7 separate regions of the Mus musculus genome follow, and regions 1, 2, 4, 5, 6 and 7 are each linked to region 3. Evidence: chromatin contacts called from public ChIA-PET, HiChIP or PLAC-seq, Micro-C and promoter capture Hi-C data. All regions are on one chromosome and are shown on one strand. Each heading gives the region's core, a stretch centred on a gene start, on an enhancer-like site or on the middle of the called end of the contact. The rest is flanking DNA. Distances are from core to core; before and after follow the strand shown. Region 1 holds the start of Tmem221 (transmembrane protein 221). Region 2 holds the start of Ocel1 (occludin/ELL domain containing 1). Region 3 holds the start of Tpm4 (tropomyosin 4). Region 4 holds the start of Sin3b (transcriptional regulator, SIN3B (yeast)). Region 5 holds the start of Abhd8 (abhydrolase domain containing 8). Region 6 holds the start of Bst2 (bone marrow stromal cell antigen 2). Region 7 holds the start of Pgls (6-phosphogluconolactonase).

What was found. Promoter capture Hi-C pulls out the DNA fragments that hold promoters and counts their contacts. Hi-C and Micro-C count contacts between places; a contact is called where the count stands out from the background. ChIA-PET counts read pairs in DNA pulled down with a chosen protein or histone mark. HiChIP or PLAC-seq counts read pairs in DNA pulled down with a chosen protein or histone mark.
Region 1: a promoter capture Hi-C map of liver shows a contact between it and region 3, with 3 times the contacts expected there. The contact joins the promoter of Tmem221 here to the promoter of Tpm4 in region 3. A contact is called at or near these places in 6 of 39 promoter capture datasets (the 3T3-L1 cell line, 3T3-L1-derived adipocytes, the C10 cell line and 3 more), 6 of 115 datasets of contacts at active chromatin or transcription factors (the NIH/3T3 cell line, astrocytes, embryonic stem cells and 3 more) and 1 of 9 other capture datasets (adipose tissue).
Region 2: an RNA polymerase II ChIA-PET map of memory CD8 T cells shows a contact between it and region 3, with 31 read pairs. The contact joins the promoter of Ocel1 here to the promoter of Tpm4 in region 3. A contact is called at or near these places in 2 of 484 Hi-C or Micro-C datasets (nephron progenitors and uterus), 3 of 115 datasets of contacts at active chromatin or transcription factors (embryonic forebrain, memory CD8 T cells and microglia) and 1 of 9 other capture datasets (adipose tissue).
Region 4: a contact with region 3 is called in an RNA polymerase II ChIA-PET map of memory CD8 T cells, with 8 read pairs. The contact joins the promoter of Sin3b here to the promoter of Tpm4 in region 3. A contact is called at or near these places in 2 of 39 promoter capture datasets (cranial neural crest and pre-B cells), 1 of 115 datasets of contacts at active chromatin or transcription factors (memory CD8 T cells) and 1 of 9 other capture datasets (adipose tissue).
Region 5: a contact with region 3 is called in a Micro-C map of embryonic stem cells, with 4 times the contacts expected there. The contact joins the promoter of Abhd8 here to the promoter of Tpm4 in region 3. A contact is called at or near these places in 1 of 39 promoter capture datasets (neural stem cells), 1 of 484 Hi-C or Micro-C datasets (embryonic stem cells) and 6 of 115 datasets of contacts at active chromatin or transcription factors (astrocytes, bone marrow-derived dendritic cells, bone marrow-derived macrophages and 3 more).
Region 6: a contact with region 3 is called in a promoter capture Hi-C map of pre-B cells, with 2.5 times the contacts expected there. The contact joins the promoter of Bst2 here to the promoter of Tpm4 in region 3. A contact is called at or near these places in 5 of 39 promoter capture datasets (the 3T3-L1 cell line, 3T3-L1-derived adipocytes, liver and 1 more), 6 of 115 datasets of contacts at active chromatin or transcription factors (astrocytes, embryonic stem cells, extraembryonic endoderm stem cells and 3 more) and 2 of 9 other capture datasets (adipose tissue and pancreatic islet).
Region 7: a contact with region 3 is called in an H3K27ac HiChIP or PLAC-seq map of extraembryonic endoderm stem cells, with 2.7 times the contacts expected there. The contact joins the promoter of Pgls here to the promoter of Tpm4 in region 3. A contact is called at or near these places in 5 of 39 promoter capture datasets (the 3T3-L1 cell line, the C10 cell line, the HPC-7 cell line and 2 more) and 4 of 115 datasets of contacts at active chromatin or transcription factors (bone marrow-derived dendritic cells, extraembryonic endoderm stem cells, large pre-B cells and 1 more).

The regions. Positions count from the first base shown.
Region 1 is chr8:71,557,307-71,560,356 of GRCm38.p6, reverse strand. It overlaps Tmem221 (transmembrane protein 221), which reads left to right and starts at 1,486. Exons shown (of 4, transcript NM_001100462.1): 1 at 1,486-1,867; 2 at 2,452-2,537. The coding sequence starts at 1,548.
Region 2 is chr8:71,369,741-71,372,560 of GRCm38.p6, reverse strand. It overlaps Ocel1 (occludin/ELL domain containing 1), which reads right to left and starts at 1,263. Exons shown (of 4, transcript NM_029865.2): 1 at 576-1,263; 2 at 1-93. The coding sequence starts at 886.
Region 3 is chr8:72,133,802-72,136,616 of GRCm38.p6, reverse strand. Tpm4 (tropomyosin 4) reads right to left here and starts at 1,329. Exons shown (of 8, transcript NM_001001491.2): 1 at 1,164-1,329. The coding sequence starts at 1,295.
Region 4 is chr8:72,721,737-72,724,634 of GRCm38.p6, reverse strand. Sin3b (transcriptional regulator, SIN3B (yeast)) reads right to left here and starts at 1,365. Exons shown (of 19, transcript NM_009188.4): 1 at 1,227-1,365; 2 at 485-591. The coding sequence starts at 1,325.
Region 5 is chr8:71,462,104-71,465,058 of GRCm38.p6, reverse strand. It overlaps Abhd8 (abhydrolase domain containing 8), which reads left to right and starts at 1,402. Exons shown (of 5, transcript NM_022419.3): 1 at 1,402-1,593. The coding sequence starts at 1,584. It overlaps Mrpl34 (mitochondrial ribosomal protein L34), which reads right to left and starts at 133. Exons shown (of 2, transcript NM_053162.2): 1 at 1-133. The coding sequence starts at 56.
Region 6 is chr8:71,536,129-71,539,000 of GRCm38.p6, reverse strand. Bst2 (bone marrow stromal cell antigen 2) reads left to right here and starts at 1,529. Exons shown (of 5, transcript NM_198095.3): 1 at 1,529-1,873; 2 at 2,567-2,642. The coding sequence starts at 1,574.
Region 7 is chr8:71,590,874-71,593,573 of GRCm38.p6, reverse strand. It overlaps Pgls (6-phosphogluconolactonase), which reads right to left and starts at 1,390. Exons shown (of 5, transcript NM_025396.3): 1 at 1,070-1,390. The coding sequence starts at 1,357.

The sequences.
Region 1 (3,050 bases), core at 237-2,736, 580 kb after region 3:
CACCCAGCCTAATTTTTATTTTGATTATATTTTCAGCAGCATATGCATATCTGAGTGAGGGTGAGGCCAGAAGCAGGAAGAGGGTGTGGAATCCCCTGGCCCTGGAGTTGCAAGCAGTTGCAAACCACCTGATAAGGATTCTGGGAACAGACCACCGAGTCATCTCTCCAGCCCCTCTGTTTACTTCTAAAGACAGTGTCTTGTAGTCCCTACTTTCTTCCAAGTGTCCACATTCCCATTGCCTCACCCTCTGAATTGATGACAGTGACGGCAGGCCTGTGTTATTGTGCCTGATTTGTTCAGATATATACACATTGAGAAGATGGCTCAGTGGATAAGAGCACCAGCATTTCTGCTCTTGCAAAGGGTAGAGTTTCAGTTCTCAGCATCCACACAGTGGCTAGTAACCATCTGTAACTCCAGTTCCAGGAGCCTAGAAGCCCTCCTATGACTTCCACAGATACCTGACATGCACAGACATACATACATGTAGGCAACACACTCATACACCTAAAACAAATGATGATGATGATGGTGATATTTTAATAAACAGCTACTAGAAGCTTGGTCCTCAGGGCGACAGGAAAATGCCTGTCTATGCCATAGGTGCAGTTTCCAGGGTCAGGCACTCTGTGAATCAAGATCTCCATCCTTGGGCTTTGTGACCCTGCCTGAGTCCAAGCAAGACTCAGAGCTTCATCTCCTGACATCTCCTCGGTTGCCCTCCCACAATTTTTTTTTTTTTTTAAAGACAGAGTCTCTATAGGTAGCCCTGACTGGCCTAGAACTAGCTATGGAGACCAAGTTGGGCCCCACTTCCCCGTACTCACAGTTTGCCCGCCTCTATCTCCTGGGCTCTGCCTACTTCTCCGACTCTCCAAACACCGCCCCACCCATCCAAACGGCGGGGCAATTCACGCCCCCTCCCAGACAAGTCTATTTCCAGGCCCCGACCCAAGACCACAACCCACCTGCGTTCTCCGCTCAACCAAACCCCACCTCTCCTCCCCAACACCTGTCAGAACTAGAGCCCTCCTACCTCTGCCTTGCAAGACTCCCTTTCTGGTCCCTTCACCCTGGGGACCCCACCCATCATCGTCCACAGGACTCAGACCCCGATGTTGGGATGTCCCTGAGGCCCGTCCTCTTAAGTCCGCCCTTCAGGAGCCTTCTTAAGCTCCGCCTTAGCCACGCCCCTTCCCACTCATCACATAGACCACGCCCCTCTTAAATTTTGCTTGTTCAACCCCGCCCCTCGTCTCCCGGTTCACCTAGGGGCTAGGCTCCACCCCTCTACAGGGGTGGAGCCCCCTCGGGATCTCCTAGCATGGCCCCTCCCAGACCAACCCCACAAAACCCCAGTTCCTCCTTCCCCAGCACACCCGGGGGAGGCGCCCTCGGCCGACGCGCAGTAAAAGAACACTTTCTCCCAAGTTTTTGCTCATTTTCCACGACCTATCTGGTACCAGCACTCGAGCCCCGGTGGCGTCCATACCCCAGGACTCCCGAACGCCTACTGCCGCCTCCCTCCATCCAAGGCCCGCGCCATGGGCCGTTCCTACGGAGGTCGGGTACTGGCCGCGATGACCCTACTGGGCATCCCGGCCGCGGTGCTGGTCGCGCTGGCTGCGCAGCTGCTGTTCCAGCTCCAGGCAGGGCGCGCGGAGCTTCGGCGCGTACGCACCGACGGGCTGCACCCGGAGCTGGACCCCGATGCCGGGCTACCTGAAGCTGCGGCTGGGGCATTGCTGCCGCTGGCGACCGCGCTGGCCGCGCTGGCACAGGTCCTCGGGCTTAGCTGCTTGCTGCTCGCCGCGCTCTGTGGTCACCTGGGCGCCGAGTTGGCACGCGGGCCGGGGCCGGGCAGGTAGGATACCACCGCCTCTACCTACAGAGAGGGAAACTGAGACTCCGAGAGCACACCGGTTTCTCGGGGTGATACTAACAGGGCCTCAGCGCGCCCCCTTCTTCCTGCGCTGGTGCTTCCCGTGTATGGGGGCGGGGGACACATGTCAGTCATCGGAGCTGCACCCCAACCTCGAGGCTTTCCTCTCTGAAGCGGGGTTCAGGAAGGGCGGGACTGACAGTTGTGGATACGCAGCAAGCCGCAGCCTGGTCACCTGCTCAAGACTCTGAGCTCGGTGGTGCAGGTGTAGGGACTCTACTTGGAACAGTGGGGATGCGATGAGATGCTCTCGTTGAGTCAACCACACCCTTGTCCCAACTTTGACCCTCCACTGTGTAAGGAAGTCTGGTGCTGGTTGGAAATTGGTAGATTCAAGCAAATGAGTGGTGGGTGCGTGGATAGATGGGGGTAGGGGTACATGCGGTGATGTTACAGCTGGATGACTGGCTAGGTAGGTAGGCAGGTGGAGGGCTGAGACTCTAAACTTTGGTTTCTGGTGTCACTGGGTCACTGTCCCCCTTCCTGCCCCCCCACCCCCACCCCAGGTCGGACTGGTTTCTGTATGACTGCCGCCTCCTCAGGCACTCAGCGCTTGGCCTGTTCTGCTGTGGGGTCTCCGTCTACTTAGCAGGTAGTGTGTGATGGGGGGACAAGGGACCTGGGGCAGGGTGCACACAGATCTCTGGACCAGTAGCCTGAGTTCAGGCAGTTGCCCCAACACTTTCTCTTGGATATGTTTCTCTTACTCTGTGCTTTAGTTTCCCCATAATTGAAGAGTGGTGAGTAGATCATTATATATACAAGAGTTGGTGCTTAGAGTGAACAGAGGGTTCTCTGTTAATGCTCATTATGTATCATTATTACTACTTATCTTGTAGGCCCAACTGGCCTGGGAGTTGCCTTGTAGCCAAGGCTGACATTGAACGTCTGATCTTGCTTTCATCTCCCAAACCTTGGGAGGAGAGGTGTGTGTGGTGTCTGTGTGTGCAGTGCCTACAGAGGTCAGAGACTACAGATTCCTTGGAAACTGCAGCAGCAGACAGTTCAGAATCATGAGGTGCTGGGACCCGATCCCATGTCCTCTGCAAGAGCAGCCAGTGCATTTAACCTCTGAGAGCCACATCCCAGCCCCCAAGCCGTCTTG
Region 2 (2,820 bases), core at 14-2,513, 760 kb after region 3:
TCCCGCTGGAGCTCCGAGAACTCGCCATACTGGTCCTGGAACACTGCGGCATAGCGGCTCCGGTCCCTTCTGTTGGTCACTGGTGGGTACTTACTACCAGGTTGGAAGGGGTCAGTCAGTGTATAAGTAGAGGGAAATCTGTCTTTCCACCCATCATGGCAATTGGCTTTTCTTCTTCTTTTCTTTTGGTTTTTTTGAGACAGGGTTTCTCTGTGTAGCCCTGGCTGTCCTGGAACTTACTCTATAGACTAGGCTGGCCTCGAACTCAGAAATCCGCCTGCCTCTGCCTCCCAAGTGCTGGGATTACAGGCGTGTGTCACCACTGCTAGGCCCGGCAATTGGCTTTCCTTTGCCAGTGCTGACCACCAAATCAAAATGCCTTCTACCACCAATTCCGTTTCCTAATTTCATAAACTCTTATTCGCCCATCAAAACCCCAGCCTCAATGCCCCTTTCTGTTTCCCAGGCATTAAGAAGCTCTGAGGGAACGTGGGTATGATGAATTCAGGAGACTAAGGTAGGGGCTATCTTGGACTAGACGACCAGACCTGGTCTTACAACGAGTGGGCACTCACAGCTCGTAGTCAGGTACTGGGTTGAGGCGGGGTCCCAGATCTCTGGGATGCTTCTCAGGGTGCAGTGGCTCCCGGGGGCGCAGCTCATCCGCAAACACGATCTTCCGGGGCCTCACGCAGAGCTCTCCCGGCCCGGGCTGGCTCTGCGGCCGTCTGGAGCGCGGACGCTCCGGGGCAGGCATGCGTGGGGCTGCAGCTCTCTGGCGCCCCCTGGCGGCAGGGCGCGAATTGCAAGTGGCTTCCGGGCCTGAGAGCCTGGCCAGAGGACCCCGCCGGCCGCGCCTGGAGGCGGGACCTGCATGTATTTGCATACGCGAGCGCGGTTGGCTGGCCGCGCAACCCAGAGTGCGGATCCCGGAAAGGGGCACTGACGAGGCGCCGCGACGTCACCGCGGCGTCATGCTCGAGAGTGGCTGGCGGTGCAGCGCGGGCCCCGCCCCATTCTTGAAACCGGAAGAGCGCAAAGCAGCGGAGGGCGACTGGGGTCCGAGTCGAGACGACCCCTTCGCCTCTTGCCTCGCGGGGTTACGGCCCACAAAGCTTCCAGCCCCCGCCCGCCTGTGGTTATCCGAGGATCCCACTCGGTGTCACCTGTCCCAGAGCCCCGTCTGGCCCTGCCGCCGGGAACGCAGCTGTGCAGGAACTGCGGGTGGAGCCGTTGGCACGGGCGCTCGGCCGCTAGGGCGGGGCTCTCAGGGTGGGCGGAGCCTGCGGCGCGTGTTCCTCTCTGGGTTGGAATCAGCCCTTCACTATGCTGTTTGGCCTATTCATTTACCCCAGTCTATTGGGAAAATAAGGTAGTTTTTTTTTTTTCTTTTCTTTCTGCTTTTTTTTTTTTGTTTACCAATTTATTTTTTTCTTTAGCAATTGTATTATTTTTGTGTGTGTGTGACCTTGTACATACTCAGAGACCAATACAGGTCGTTGAGTGTCGTACAGCCCTACTTTTTTTTTTTTGACAGTTTCTCCGAAACCTGATGGTCCCTGTTTAGGTATTCTGGCTGGCCAGCGGGCTCCAGGTAGATCTGCTTGTATCTCCCTCCTAGCACTGGGTTGATAGGTTCCTGCTCCCCACCTCTGCCATTTTACAAGAGTACTAGGGGTTGGAACCTAGATCTGCATACTTGAGTCACACTCTTACACTGAGTCATCTCCCTAGACCCTAAGAAGTGACGTTTATTATGCTAACTATGTGTGTGTGCATGTCAGACTCCCTGAAGTTACCATTACAGTTAATATATTTATTTTTAAAGATTTATTTCATGTATATGAGAATATTGTAGCTGTACAGATGGTTGTGAGCCATCATGTGGTTGCTGGGATTTAACTGATGACCTCCGGAAGAACAGTCGGTGCTCTTATCCACTGAGCCATCTTTCCAGCCTATCTATCTATATTTATATACACACACACACACATATATATGTATATATATTTTTTTTTGGTTTTTCGAGACAGGGTTTCTCTGTGTAGCCCTGGCTGTCCTCACTTTGTAGACCAGGCTGACCTTAAACTCAGAAATCTGCCTTCCTCTGCCTCTCAAGTGCTGGGATTAAAGGCATGCACCACTACTCCCGGCCCAAATATATTTATTAGTTTTTAATTTTGTTTTTGTTGTTGTTTTTTGTTTGTTTGTTTGAGACAGGGTTTCTCTGTATAGCCCTGGCTGTCCTGGAACTCACGCTGTAGACCAGGCTGGCCTTGAACTCAGAAATCTACCTGCCTCTGCCTCCCAAGTGCTGGGATTAAAGGCGTGCGCCACCAGTGCCTGGCTAAATATAGTTTTTGATTGGCTTTTTTGTCCCTAACTCTTACTGCTTATTTTGCTCATGCTCTGGGGTGGAACTCAGGCTGTCAGGCTTTGTGGCAAGTGTCTTTACCAACTGAGCCGCCTGACAAGCCTTTCTTGTGCTATTTTTGGAAGATGGAGTCAAGGTCCCACTATGTGGCCCTGTCTGGCCTATAATTTTCTGTGTATACCAGGCTGGCCCTAAACTCAGTCTGCCTCCCTAGGGAGGGGATCTGCGTGGCCACTGCTCTCCCAGGCAGGTTTTAACTTTTCTTCCTGTTTTTGAGACTTGGTTTTGTTGTGTATTGTAGGCTGCCCTACGCCTTTGGAGCAGAGTGGCCAGGTGAAGGGCTGTAGGCTGACTTCAGGATAGAGGTGTCCTGGCTGGCACCACCCTGCAGCCCAGGCACCCCCTGCAACACACACACACACACACACACACTGCTAGCACTGAAG
Region 3 (2,815 bases), core at 80-2,579:
GCAGCTCAGAGTTTTCCAAAAGGCATCCCCCGCACTCCACCCTTGGGCCGCCAAATTCCTGGCTTGGCTGGAGTCTCGAGGCCATTTTGGAGATGTCTAGGGTGGGACGGGCGTATGAGAAGCCGTAACAGCTACTGTGCAGAGCTTCCGCCCGGTTCTGAGGCTTTCTCCAGCCCGAGCGGTCCTTGAGGGATTCAAGGCTTCTACCCAGGCCAGGCTGTCGCCCAGGCAGTCTTGGGAGGAGTCCAGGCGGTACCTGCACTGCCAACTCCACCTAGCCTTTCAGTTTCTAGGGTCCCCGCCCTGAGTTCCCACACTACGGCTTCAGGAGACCTGGGCAATCACACAACACTTCTTCCCTTGTCTGTGAGTCTCCTTCGCTAGCAAACACCGCCCTACTACTCAGGCAAGGGGCTCTCCTTGCCCCGGAAACGTCTGGAATGCCTCTCCCTAGTCTTTTCTTTCTACCCACCTGTAGCAGACTTTTGGGAGACACGAATCGAACGCTTTGTGGGTGCCAGAGCTGGGCTTAGAACCCAGACCCATCTCTGGCCCCGGGCTTGACCCAGGGATGAAGAGGAGGCGCGGAGGCCTTTCCTCTTTCCGAACTATTCATGCACCCCGGTCCCTGAACTCTCAGGGAAGGCGCATACAGTGGGCGCTCCGGCGTCGGGCAGGCCCCCTAGTGGATATTACCTGGGGCTAGGGGGACACAGGGTGATGGTGGTGGTGGTGGGTGTCCTGCAGGCCAGCGTCCAAATTCTCCTGTCCCCACCCCGCCCTCAGCGGACGTGTCGCGGCCGCACCCTAAGGACGTGCCGGGAAAGTTCGGGCGCGAAGAAGCAAAAGCGCGCACCGCCCCCGCCCCCACCTTGGTCAGCCGCAGACAATGGGAGCGCGGTATTTGCCCCACTACTCCGGAGTGCCCCGCGCAGGACTGTCCCCCCCGCAACCTCCCAGTTCCTGCCCCGCCAGCGTACGGGGCTCCAGGATCCAAGGGTATGGATGATCAAGGCGGAGGGGAGACGGAGGAAGGGGGAGCTAGAAGCATGCGGAGCTGGGAAGAAAAGAGGGCGCCAGGGAGCACTGCGGGCCCGGAAGCGCGCGGGACGAAAAGTGGGATCGGGCGGGGGTCGCGGACGGCGCGGGTCCTGGTCTCTCACTTTCTCGCGCCGCTCGCGCTCGCCATCCAGTTCGCGCTGCAGGCCTTGCGCGCGATCCTCTGCGTCGTCTGCCTGCTGCTGCAGGGCCTGGATCTTGCGCTTCACTGCCTCCAGTGAGTTGAGGCCGGCCATAGCTCAATCGTTCTGCTGGGCTCCGGCGACAGCTGGGCGGCCGCGCCCGGGCCCGCCAGCCTTGGCCACGCCGGGGCCGCCCCCGCCTCTCCCCGCCCCCCGGCCCTGCTGTCAGGCCCATGAGGTCACCCGGGCCGGCCGCGACGTCAGCACCGGGCGGGGGGTGGGTGGGAGGGGGTGGCTGACGTCGGTGCAGCTAGCCGCCTTTGCCCTGTGGGCTCCTCGTCCTCCCTCACTGCCCGCCCCGCCTGGCCCAGCGGCCGCGCACTTACCTGGGAGCCTTTATTCTCCGTCTGCTTTAGAGTCTTCTTTAAGTCTGTCAGGTCCTCGGAGTGCCTGTCCAGTTCGTCCTCCACGCATTTCAGTTTCTTCTGGAACTACGTCAGCTGCTCTTTCACCTGGGGACACAGAAGATAATGAGTCAGCCTAATGGTCCATTGCCCGGAGTTTGGGAGGCTGAGGCAGAAGGACTGGGAGTTTAAGGCCCTGCAAATGAACAAAGTCTTTATGAGCTGATGAGATGGCTCCATGGGTAGAGGTGCTTGCCACCAAGCCTAATGCCCAGAGTCCATTAATCTCACACATGCGCCCACATTAATGTAGAAAGTAAAAGGTTTATATAAAGAAGGTCTCATTCAGAGGACACAAGTTTGTGAAAGTAAAAAGTGTATATAGACAAGGTCTTGTACAGAGGACTCAGGTTGATTCCCAGCTCCTGTTCCAGGGGAGCCAACATTCTCTGCTTCCATGACCCCTTAGCATAGGCATGCATGCATGCAAAACACCCTCACATAAAATATAAAATACTCCCTCCACATACACAGAGCGGTAAGTGTGCATTACTGAATACAGAGGGATTTTACTCTTGACCTAAGGACTGGCCATTCTTGGACTCATAAGAGTCCCCACTCTCTTGAGGAAGTCATAGCTTTAGTTTGAAACACTACAAATTGGATTTTGCATTCTCACTTTCTGAATGCAGCTCTCAGGTGATCTCTGTTTAAGCAAAGTGGAGCCTATAGAAACTCCCAGTTTTGTAGGCAGAAACTTTCTGACCAGTGTGCAAGCCCTTTCCCCTGCTGAGAAACTTACCCTCAAGAGCCCCACATCCTGCTCCCACTCCAATCTGGCTCCCACACCTGGCTTTCAGGTCTGTCCTGGAAGAGACCCACTCTCAGGGACCAATTCCCCTCTAAGATCAAATTTTCACTCCTCTAACTTTTGCACATTTGTTAGGCATCTGTTTTTTTGTTTGTTTGTTTTTGTTTTTGTTTTTGAGACAGGGTTTCTCTGTGTAGCCCTGGCTGTCCTGGAACTCTGTAGACCAGGCTGGCCTCGAACTCGGAAATCCGCCTGCCTCTGCCTCCCAAGTGCTGGGATTAAAGGCGTGTGCCACCACCGCCTGGCATGCATCTGTTTTAATTAATGTGTCCTTTAACCTTCCCCAGAATCTAGTGCTGTTTGTTCTGAGAGTCTGTCCCCCACAATTCCTGTTTTAGGCATCCCATCAACCTCTCTGA
Region 4 (2,898 bases), core at 116-2,615, 590 kb before region 3:
GGGACAAGAGCTAAGAGATCATAAGTAATATTTTCCTGCAGTATTAACAAAAAATGCTTCCCCAAACAATCAAAATCTGTACCCCATTTATTTTCTGTATTTGGGCATGTACCACAGATCTCAAGGGCAGGTCAACAACTTGTAGGAGTTAATTCTCATCTCTCTAGGGCTGAAACTCGGGTGGTCAGGCTTGGTGGCTGGCACTGCTACCCTCTGGGACATCTTACCCACCCCCAAATCAACATTTTAAATAAAGACTACACCCAACACTCCCTGTTCAGGCCTCGATTCCCCAATTCCTTCACCCCTTCCAGGAATCCCATCAGTTCCTCAGAACCACCTCATCTTGCGACTGTTTTAGAAGAGATTCCCAGGGCCCTCCAATCCTGTGCATGATTAACAGCTGAGGAGACACAGTGTAGTTGGTTTGGGGGTTAGAGGGCTCAGCCCCCAGCTCCTGGGTGTACAAGGCCCTGCAGATTACCTCTGGCTTTTGAACTCCTTCATGATCTCCAGGAAGCCGTTGTAGGTGGCAGGGTCACTGCCAAAGCGGATCTTCACCTGGTCGAGGTAGGTGAGAGCGTCCTCCACCTGTGGGGAACAAGAAGGCCAGAGGTGGGCCAGGGTCGCGCGATGCAGTGACTGATGGCTGGAAGGCCAGGGATAGAAGAGGGGTGGCACGGGGCAGCAGAGGGCCGCGAGGATAACTGCGGTGTTACTGGGAGGGCCGACGTCCGACTAGAAGGACCGAGAGCCTGCGGGTAGGACCAAGAGCCTGCGGGTAGTCCCGAGAGCCTGCGGGTAGTCCCGAGGGGCCTCGAGGAGTTCCGGGTTGGACCGAGGACCGGCGGGGACGACCGAAGGGTCTCGAGGAGGACGCGAAATCCCTTGGAAGACCGAGGGGCGTAAAAGGGAAACTACGGGCCAACTAGGAGGATCGAAGGTTTTCGGGGTGCACCGAAGGGTCCCGGGGATGACAGGGATCGCAGGAATGACTGAGAGATGTCGAGAAAGACCTCTGTATCTCTGAGAAGTCCGAGGAGCGGCGGAAATGAATTGTTAGGGGGAAACCGAGGGGCTGCCGCGAAGACCGAAGGATTCCGCGGAAGGGGTGTGGGGTCCCCGGGCCCGGCTGCGCAGAGAGGAGGCCAAGGCGGGGCCGCACGGCGGGGCGCCATCCCCGCGGGGGTCCGAGTCCCCAGGAAGAGGCTAAGGACATCACTCACGTGCACCGGCAGCTTCTCGTGCCCTCCGGAGCCCGAACGACCCCAGCGGGAGCCACCGAATCCCCGGCCCGCGGAGCCTCCGCTGCCTGCATGCGCCATGTTGGAAGTCAGAGCCGCTTCTGCCCCGCCTCCGCCTGAGCCCTGGTCGCGCTTGCGCGGGCCCCGCCTCCTAGGGGGTGGAGACTCGTGGCGTCAAATAGGGGAGTGTCCACATAAGGGCCTTGCTGGACGGGGCGGGAGGTCTTTCTCAACTTATGTGCCCTGGGGGTCTGTGGCCACCTGGAAGGCCTAAAGTGTTTTTTGATTTGTTTTGTTGGAGGGAAAGAAAGTAAAGCAAAGTTGAAGAATATTTCAAAACGCATTAATTCTATAAACTTCACATTTCAGTGTGCAGGCTCGCTTGTGATCTCAGTACCGGGGAGTCTGAGAGGAGACCACTGAGAGGTCTAACCTAAACTGGGGTACATAGTTAAGACTGCATCTCTAGGGGCTGGAGAGATGGCTCAACGCTCAACGGTAAGAGCACCGACTGCTCTTCCGAAGGTCCTTAGTTCAAATCCCAGCAAATACATGGTGGCTCACAACCACTCGTAATGAGATCTGACGCCTTCTTCTGGTGCATCTGAAGACAGCTACAGTTTACTTATTTATAATCATAAGTAAGTCTTTGGGCAGGAGCGAGCAGGGTTGGCAGGAGCGAGCAGAGGTCCTAAAATTCAATTCCCAGCAGTCACATGAAGGCTCACAACCTTCACTGTAGTGTACTCAAATACATTAAATAAATAAAACTTAAAAAAAAAAAAAGAAAAAAGACTGCATCTTTAAAAAAAAAAATGACAGTTAGGTGTTGACCTTGTCTCAAAAAGAGAGAGAGGGAAAACAAGCTTAGATGTCTGTGTTGACCCAAGACCTCAATAGTGATATTTGCAAGGCTCTGGTGCTTTCTGGAACAAGTTTCTGAATGTCTATTCTGTGAGGTTGATACAGCAATGGGCTGTAGGTGAGCAGCATCCATTCAAGAGCCATGTGGACTGAATTCTTGCACTGGGTGTGTATGTGTGTGTGTGCACGTGTGTGTACATATGTGTAGGTAAACTCACTCCTGTGTGTGTGTGTGTGTGTGTGTGTGTGTGTGTGTGTGTACAGAGACCAGAGATGGGCACAATCTTTTATCACCCAGCCCTTGTGTTTTGGGGGCAGCATCTCTTACTGAACCTGTAGCTCATTGTCTTCACTTGATACAGTGGCCATGGGTCCACCTGTCTCCACAGTAGTGCTGGGGTCACAGCCCCTAGTCTGGATCCTCCTGCTTGCTTAGAGCAAGCTCTTTACCCATTAACTCCTCTCAGAGTGACATTCCTTGATTCCGTTCACAAATGTGTGCAAACCTGGATCATGGGACCTCTGCTTCCAGGCTGACCTATCCTCCGTTCCAAACACCTACATAGTGGCTCACAACTGCTTGTAACTCCAATTTCAGGAGATCTGGCACCTTCACTGACCTCTGTAGACACTAGGCACATGTGGTACACATGTGATACATGCCAATTGAATATCCATATATTCATAAAACAACTTTTAAATTTAAACAAGGTGGAAATCAGAAGAGGAAACTACTTGATGTGGACCTCTGGCCCCCACATGCTTCCATACACACATGCATCCCTATGTG
Region 5 (2,955 bases), core at 153-2,652, 670 kb after region 3:
AATAGGGCCACCGATCTGCAGGCCTGGCACCCAAAGCACCGGGCTAGGAAAGCCATATCCAGCGGCGGGTCAATGGTCCGGTCGTCCGGGTCAATGCCAGTTCCTACACTCTGGGCTCCTTGACAATGCCTTCTGGGAAATGTAGTTCTTGTTGCCGCGGGGCCTTCCGGGAGCTGTAGTTCCACACCTGCAGGTGACGATAGTGGGGTGGGGGTTGGGGGATGTCTGTCCTCAGTGGCATGTAGTTCTCCAAAATGACCAGGAGAGGGCGAACGAATGTAAACTCCTGCGTGTGCGTATGACATTCTGTCCCCCTGGCCTTCTGGGAGTTGTAGTTCTTCGCCTCGGCCACTGGTAGAGGGCGCCCCAGAGTGGTGGTGACGACTCTGGCAGCAGTCTGGAGAACTGGCTGCTGGCCTTTTCACCCGCCCTCATTGAAGACGGGCAGCTGGCACGCAGCGGGCTGGCAGCTTCTTGGCGCCCGCAGCCAAGACTTCTCTTGGCGCGCGGCCCGGATGTCCTTGAGTTCCAGCTCTTCATAATCTCGAAAACTCGTGCGTTGTGAATTTGCTCTGGTTAGTTTAATCCTTCAGGCTGGCCTGGGGGAATTTTCTTCCCGCAGCTCAGATCTGGACTCCTGTTCACACACCTTCCATAGCTCTCCACTGTTTAAAGAAGATGTCCAGACAGCCGTGCCAGCAGCCACAGGAAGCCGTACACACCAGCATTTCTGAAGTTCATGGTCCTTACCATGAACTAAATGGTAAAATGGCTAGTTGTGCCTACAAATAATTGAGGCGATGTGTTGAGTACTTATTGTATGTAGAAGGTGTGTAGAAGGGATGGCGACAAGTGTTTGGGCTGCACCTTGAGCCCATGAGCGAACAGCGCGCCAGGGTGGGAAGGTTAGCCTGGGGCTCAGTCTTGGTGTAGCAGAGACCCCATCACTAGGATGCAATTCCCATTCGCTAGTTCTGCAGCAGCTCTGACACTTCTGACACAGCCTCTGGTTCAAATGCCTGCCTTGATGTTTTGTCTGTTTCCCGACCTGAAAGTGTAGAGATTTGGAAGTGTGCAGAACGAGAAGGTCAAGAGACAGAGGGCATACCGCCTTGCGGGAGGCAGAAGCTGGCTGAGGAGACCCTGTCCCAGACAGAGCACATCCACCACACCCCCAAGCTACTCGCTGTCCCTCGACTGCAAGCCCTTCTCGGTCCAGGCTCTAGCCCATCCCTCCCTCATTCCCCCCAAACTCTTCACAGGGGTGGGGCTGCTGCTTGCAGACCGCGCGCTGATCCTGGGAAGAGAAGCCTCTGGTTGGACGGTTATCTAGGCCAGACGGCTCGCCGCTGCCATAGGCCGAGATGCCTGCCCATCTGCTCCAGGCCCCGCCCACGCTGGGTGGGACTTACAGGGCCGGTTTGCTACGCGGCTGCGGGATGCCCCTGCGTTGACCGTCCGGGCCCGCGCCTGTCCGCGCTAATGCGGCCAACCCCGCACCACCATGTAAGCGGCACCTGCAGGTGGACGCTGGCTTCTCCGCCCGGGACCCCTGCGTCCTGCCTCGGGCCCCGGGCCCCTCGATGACCTCAGGTGAGCTGGCTCTGTTCCCCGAGAGAGGAGTCACCAGGCTGCCAGGCCTCCACTGAGGGGTGGGGGGTGTCGCTGCCGGGGGTGGATAACCGCCAAGCTCCGCATTCGTACTGCTAGGATGCTGCGGAACCCCGGTAGCCTTGACCCCACCGCGGGGGTGACGAACTCCAGGGAAAAGCGGGTCGGGCTGGGAAACAGGACTGGCGCTGCGCTTTAGAGAAGCCGCCACAGTCGGGGTTCCACAGCCTTAGAAATGAGGAGCAAGGCCTGCTTTCCCCTCAAGTGCATCCGGGGCTATCACGAGCGGGGTATTTAATGACCATCACTCCAGCGGCGCCCAGGCCGTGATGGAAAAACGAAGCTGGCCCCATCCCTATGCCTCAGACAATGGGGGTGTGCTGCTCCGGTATCCCCTGGAGTTATGTAACCGCCTGTGGTTGTCATGGACACCGGGGGGGGTGGCCAAGGGAACCGGATGGAGGCCCAGAGCCCCCAGTCAGGTTCTGCCTTTATCTTCCTGGCTGCCACTAGGGTTGTGTACCCTTTGAACACAGGATGCTGAGGGCAGCAACCTCCATCAGTTCTCGATACTGTGCAAGTCAGCTCTAGCTCTCTTCTGAACCTGGAGCCGGATACAACCCGAGTTCTAGTGGCCAACATCCTTCCCCCGCCTCATTCGTCACTAGTCAGATTAACACTAGAGGCCTGAGCTAAGAACTTTGACATTTTAGAATAAGAGCCAGGCTTTATGGGCTGTCATCTCACCACCCAGGAGCTTGGGCACAAGGTTGAGGCCAGCATGGACTACAGAATGAAACCCCGTGTAAAAGGTTGGCAGTGATCGGGGTTCACACTAGTCATTCTAGTACTGGCAGAGGTGGAGGCAGGAGGATTGCAAGGAGTTTGAGACCAGTGTACAGCCCAGGACGACAGAATGAGACCTTGTTTCAAAAACAAACCAATGGCATCATGTTGATGCACATCTGTCACCCCAACACTTGGGAAGGTAGAGGCAGGAGGACTGTGGGAGTTCGAGGTTCCCTTTGGTCTTAGGAACACCTGTATGCTCAACCTGCTACAACTCCGGAGGTGGAAGGCAGAGCAAGGTCAGTCTGGGCAGCATGAGGATTTCCAAGCCAGCCTGGGCTACATGAGTTTCTTTCTCAAAAGTAAGCATGCAAACCAGCTTGCATCCATGCTTGCATAAATCAGTGTGTGGATGAATTTGTACATAAAGATACGGATTTGTGAATAAATGATAAACTCCAGCTGGTGGGGCAAGGGTCTCCTTGCAATGGGCTCTTGCTTTAATGTTTTCTCCTTCTGGAAGCCCCCCTCCCCCATGCTCTCTTCAGTATTGTA
Region 6 (2,872 bases), core at 280-2,779, 600 kb after region 3:
ACATATACATACACATATATTCCAAGCCCCAGGACGAGAGCATCTAATTCTTAACCTTTGAGTAGAGAAGGCTTGCAATCATATAACAATAAAGACTCTCTTTGTTCTTGCATCAAACTCGAAATTCCTGATGTTGTTCTGGGGTTCCTGAGAACTGGGCATAACATTGGCATTTCATCTAGGCTCCGCCCCACAGTTACCTGGCAACAGCCAGGTGTGCCTGACTCACTATAAAAGGGGCTGCTTGCCTCTTCCTCTCTTTTCTCCTCTTCTAGATCTTGCTCCCTTTACCCTCTTCCTCCTCTCTCCCCATTCCCCTCCCACCTCTCTCTCTACCTGTTCCCGGCTAGCCTCTACTCCTCTACTCTCTCTCTCTCTCTGCCTTTCTCTGTCTCTACTAGGCCCTCAACTCCCCTCCCCATGCCCTAAATAAACTCTATTCTATACTCTACATCCCATTGTGTGACTGGTACCCTGGGGGCCTCAGCCTGGGCCTGCAGAAGCACCCTCTTCCCCCACACCATACCACACCCCCATCAAACATATCCCTGGCTTCTTTTTCTTTTTATAAAACACAACACCGAGTCCTCCTATGCAAACTGGTCTTCACAAGGACAGAAAACGTAATCTCTCCATATACTAGTGCTTTGGCCACACAGTTTCAGTCCTGAAGAGAACCCCTTGACTGAATGTGGTCTGCCCTATGTGTCCTCAGTAAAGACTCCATAGTGTTTTGAGGTGGGTACCATTCAGGACATTCAGCGGAGCCAGGGAGGATTCCAGAGTAGTGGAGCACACCTGCCATCCCAGCACTCGGGAGGCAGAGACAGAAGGATAGGAAATCAAGGACAACCCCTATGCTAACTCCAGGTCATGCTTCATGTCACTTTTGCCCAAAGCCAGGCCAAGCCCTCTCTGAGTGCCTGGTGCTCACTGAAACACTCCTTTTTTACCCCGTTCACAGAGGTTTTCCCGCAGGCAGGTTTTCCCCGCCAGGTTGCTCCTGATGCCAGGACAAGAGCTGGGAGGCACACTTTGCTACCTGGCCAGGCTTGGTTTCCTGCCCGCTGCTCTGTAGCCACTATTCTCAATATACAGATTCTCAATAGCTCCCACGATCCTTTCGTGAATGGAGACCCCTGACCTCAAACCTTGGCCTTTGGTCTTCAGTCCACAACTGAACCTTGAAGTCTTAGTTCCCCTTCTAGGAGACCAAACCGACAACCGGCCTGTCTCTGCCTCCCAAGTGCTGGGGTTAAAGGCGTGCGCCACCACCGCCCGGCGGACAGCCACTGTTAAGTCGAGTCCCAAGCCCACAGGCACCAGGTGACTGGCCAGCGAAGGCCAAGAATTTGAGTTGAATTCCAGAAGTTTCTCTTGCTTCTAGGGGCATTCCAGGAAAATGAAACTGAAAGGCTGCAGTTTCTCCACTAGCAGTTTGCAACCCGGCGGCTCTAGAATTGCGTTGGACTCCTGAAGTTGCTATTTGCTAGAAGCAGTGGTGGGGCGGGGTTATGCTAATAAGGGCGTGGCCTGGAAAGGGTTCCTGAGCCCTCTAGGATCGACGGATCACATGGCGCCCTCTTTCTATCACTATCTGCCCGTGCCCATGGATGAGATGGGGGGGAAGCAAGGATGGGGCAGCCACCGGCAGTGGCTGGGGGCCGCGATCTTGGTGGTCCTGTTCGGGGTTACCTTAGTCATCCTGACAATCTACTTCGCCGTCACAGCGAACAGCGTGGCCTGTAGAGACGGGTTGCGAGCGCAGGCTGAGTGCCGGAACACCACGCACCTGTTGCAGCGCCAGCTCACCCGCACCCAGGACAGTCTGCTGCAGGCCGAGACACAGGCAAACTCCTGCAACCTGACCGTGGTAAGCCTGGAATCCGTCCCCTCCAGTGGCTTTGAAACAGCCAAGCAAGTCCCCCACCCCCACCTCGAAGGCCAGCTACTAAAGACTGAAATCCTGGGAGACCTTAGAACTCCCTACAGCTCTGCAATCAGGGGCCTCAGTATCCTCCCTTCCTTTGGTGACTCTCCAAACTTTGTGTAGAGTGCTTGAGTTGGAGAGCTCGAACCTGACTTAGGGACCAGCATTTGGCTTCACTGGGATATCACTCAGCCCTGATTGAATTTTTTGAAACAGGGTCTCCTAAATTGCTCCGGCTGTCCTAAAAGTCACTCTGTAGACCAGGCTGGCCTCAAATGCTGCCTTTCAAGTGCTAGTATTAAAAACATGAGCCACCACACCTAGCAAATTATTGAAACTTTTAATATGTCTCTGAGAGACCTTGTCTGGGAAGCCCGGTTCTGCTGTGTGTTTGTGTAGGAGAATATCTGGAACTTTCTACTAGGGGTTAACTACGAAGAGTTTTCAAACTCCTATGTGGGCACTTAAAATTGCCGTTTTGGAGATTACACCTTGGTAGGACTGGGTGGATACGGAGAGTGTTGGAGGGGAACCTGAAAGGGGCTTTGCTTGAGAAGGTCTCAGATGCCTTTGCCTGGAAGTTTCCTAGGGGCCAGGACAACAGCCAACCCATGTTTGTGCCGCTTTTCTGATCAGGTGACCCTTCAGGAGTCCCTGGAGAAGAAGGTGTCTCAAGCCCTGGAGCAGCAGGCCCGCATCAAGGAGCTTGAGAGTGAGAGGGGGGCAGGGGGAGGGGGAGGTCCAGTGGAGCTGGGAGGGAATAGCTTAGGCCTCCAGGTTGGGACTTGGGGAGAGGTGCTGACCCACATGAAGGGGTGGCAGGGTCATGAGCCCACTGCTTGGAAGTTTGGTTTCTTCCCAGAGACAGACAGAGTGCCAGGGATGAAGGAATAAAGCTTGGGGAGTGGAAGTAGGGGTTTATGTCAGCAGAGAGCAGAGGGT
Region 7 (2,700 bases), core at 141-2,640, 540 kb after region 3:
CTCAAAGTGTCAACAGATTCCTGGTGATGAAATCCTGCTTCCTTCAAAGACCCAGCTGTTAACCAGGTCACCTCAGAGGGGCCTACTTAGGGGTCTTAGCTTTATTTTTCTTGAGTGGGCTGCATCAAAATAAGTCTCACGTTGCACAGGCTAGCCTCGAACTGGGTAGCTGGGAATGACCTTGAACTCCCGATCCTCCAGCCTCTACTTCCTCATTGCTGGGAAGACAGGGGTGCACCATCATTCCTGGTTTATATGACACTGGAAATGAAGCCTGGACCTTAAGCATTCTAGGCAAGCACAATATCAACTGAGCTACAAGTACCCTACCAACTGAGCCTTGTGCTAGTACACACAGCCAGTTCAGTGAAGTTCTTGGGCAGGCATCGTGTTCAAAGTGGTGCAGTTTCAGGTCCCTAGATGAGGGTCAAGGCGACATGAATCTTCTGTTTCCCCACCTGTAAGTAAGTGTAATGGCCCTTCCTCCCCTGCTTCAGACCCATGACACTGGACCAGCTTCCCCTAGGAGGTGGTGGCAGTCATCCAAGTGTGCTCAGAGCTCAATCCTCCATGCCTCAGTTTCCCTGTGTGTGACGCAGGGACCTCTGTAACCTATAGGGCGCCTTGTGGCCATCATACCCCAGGCTGCTGGGAGGCGATGGCCAACGGCTCTTGTTAAAGAAAACTGAGACCCAACACACCCTGGACACTAGAGGCAGGCTGAGTGCACAAACAGCCATGACCCACGAGGCCCCACAGCCAAGGTACGGCCCTTAGGAAGATACGGGGGACGGAGGCCCGTCAGGCTGCACTTGGATGGACATCACTGCGCATCCAGCAAGACCCCGTGGGGCCCGGAGCCCGCGGGTAGGCGTTGAAGCAGATCCTTGCGTTTCCTAGGCAGGCTGAGCCAGTTCGGCGTGGCCCGCGCTTCCTCGGCGGACTGAGCCGACTCCGCGTGGCCCACGGCGGCCCTTGTATCTTGAGTTTCCACGGTAGGCTGAGCCAGCTCGGCGTGGCCCACGGCGGCCCCCGTAGCCCGTACGGTGCGCGCCCCCGCAGCGCTCACCCGGTAGAGGCCGTACGTGCTCTCGGCGTGGTCGAAGGGCACGAGGCGCTCGTCGCAGAAGCCGAGCGTCCAGCGCGCAAAGCTGGCTGGTCCAGCGGGAGCGGCGGCGGCGGGCAGGTCTCGGGCTAGCATGGAGACCAGGCTGCCGCCTGACAGACCAAGCGCGAAGCGGCCACGGTCCCCTTCCAGGCAGCTCGCGGCCCGCTGCGCCACCAGCTGCGCCAGCGACGCGCCCAGCTCTTGCGGGCTGGAGAAGACCGAGATGAGACTGGGCGCGGGTGCTGCCATGGCGGTGGGGAGGCGGCGGCGCTCCCGGCAGAGGCCAGTACGCCAGTGCGCCTGCGCGACGGCCGCGCTGCCATGGGTCCGAGCACTTTGAGCCAAGGTCGTGGCGCATGTGCAGTTGCACAAAAGAAGCGTCGCCGGGGCCGGGCTAGCGGGTGGTTCCCGAAACCGCAGTGCTCCGCAGGGCTTTGAGGTGGGTAGTGGGCGGGCAGTCCCCGGCGCTTCCCTGGGCGAGACACGCCTTGCTGGCCCGGTTTCTCGCATTTTATTTAGTTTTTAAGCTGGAGTCTAGTAGCTCCGACTGGCCTCACGCTCCTGATCGTTCTTGATTGGAGTGCTGGGGTGACCGGAGTGCCACAGCACTCTTGAGCGTTTTTCAGGGTGCGGTCGGAAGCACAGAGTGCGCCAGCTGCAGCGTGATAAGGTCAGTAAGCTCTCAGGTGGCAAGGACAGGAGGCTAGCCGGGAGTTAGAGGCTGTGACGTCCCCATGCCTGCACGGCTCTCCCCACATTCGCCTATCTCGGCCAGTCGCCCCTTCTCTGTTACTCCAGCGGATGCGGCAGTTTGTAAGGTCTTCTGCTCACAGCTGTCTGCGGCAGAAAGAGGATTCCTCAAGACAACCGCCACACGACAGTTGAACATCTGCATTTGAATGTGAAACTGCCCCGGTTCTTGTGCTTGAGCCGGTGGCTCCCAGTCGCCCGTGCTATTTTAGGAAAATACAGAACCTTTAGGACTGTTAAGAGCCTTGACCCAAGTAGATCAGTCAGAAGGTGACAGCTGTTTCCACCACAAAGACCCAATTAAACCCCCTCTGGTTCCTCTCTCTTAATTTTCTCCCGCATGTATATCTTTGAACCAAGTGCATGCAGAGGCCAGGAGAGGGCATGGGATGCCCTGGAACTGTTAGATGGTTGTGGTCCTCTGTGTGGAAGGAGGGTAAAAAGCCGAACCGGTGATCTTAACCCCTGAGCCACTGCACCCTCCTGAACTCGAGAGAGCTCCAAAATCCAAGCAGTCAGTCACTGTGTCGGTACTGAACCCAGGGCCTTCTGCATGCTAAGCCCAGGCTAGACCATTGGCTGGACCCCAATCCTAAACCTACAGCCTTTCTGAGTGCCCATGTGAGGCTGCAAGTGGCAAGTTATACAGTGTGAAACACTGCAAGAACTTTGTTGTTATTCAAGACATGCTGCTGCTGCTGCTGCTGCCCTGACTGTCCTGGAACTCTGTGGACCAGGCTGTCCTCCAACTCACAGAGACCTGCCTGCCTCTCCTTCCCAAGTGCTGGGATTAAAGGCATGTGCCTTTGAACACATTTTAAAACCTTTTATCGTTTGTGAAT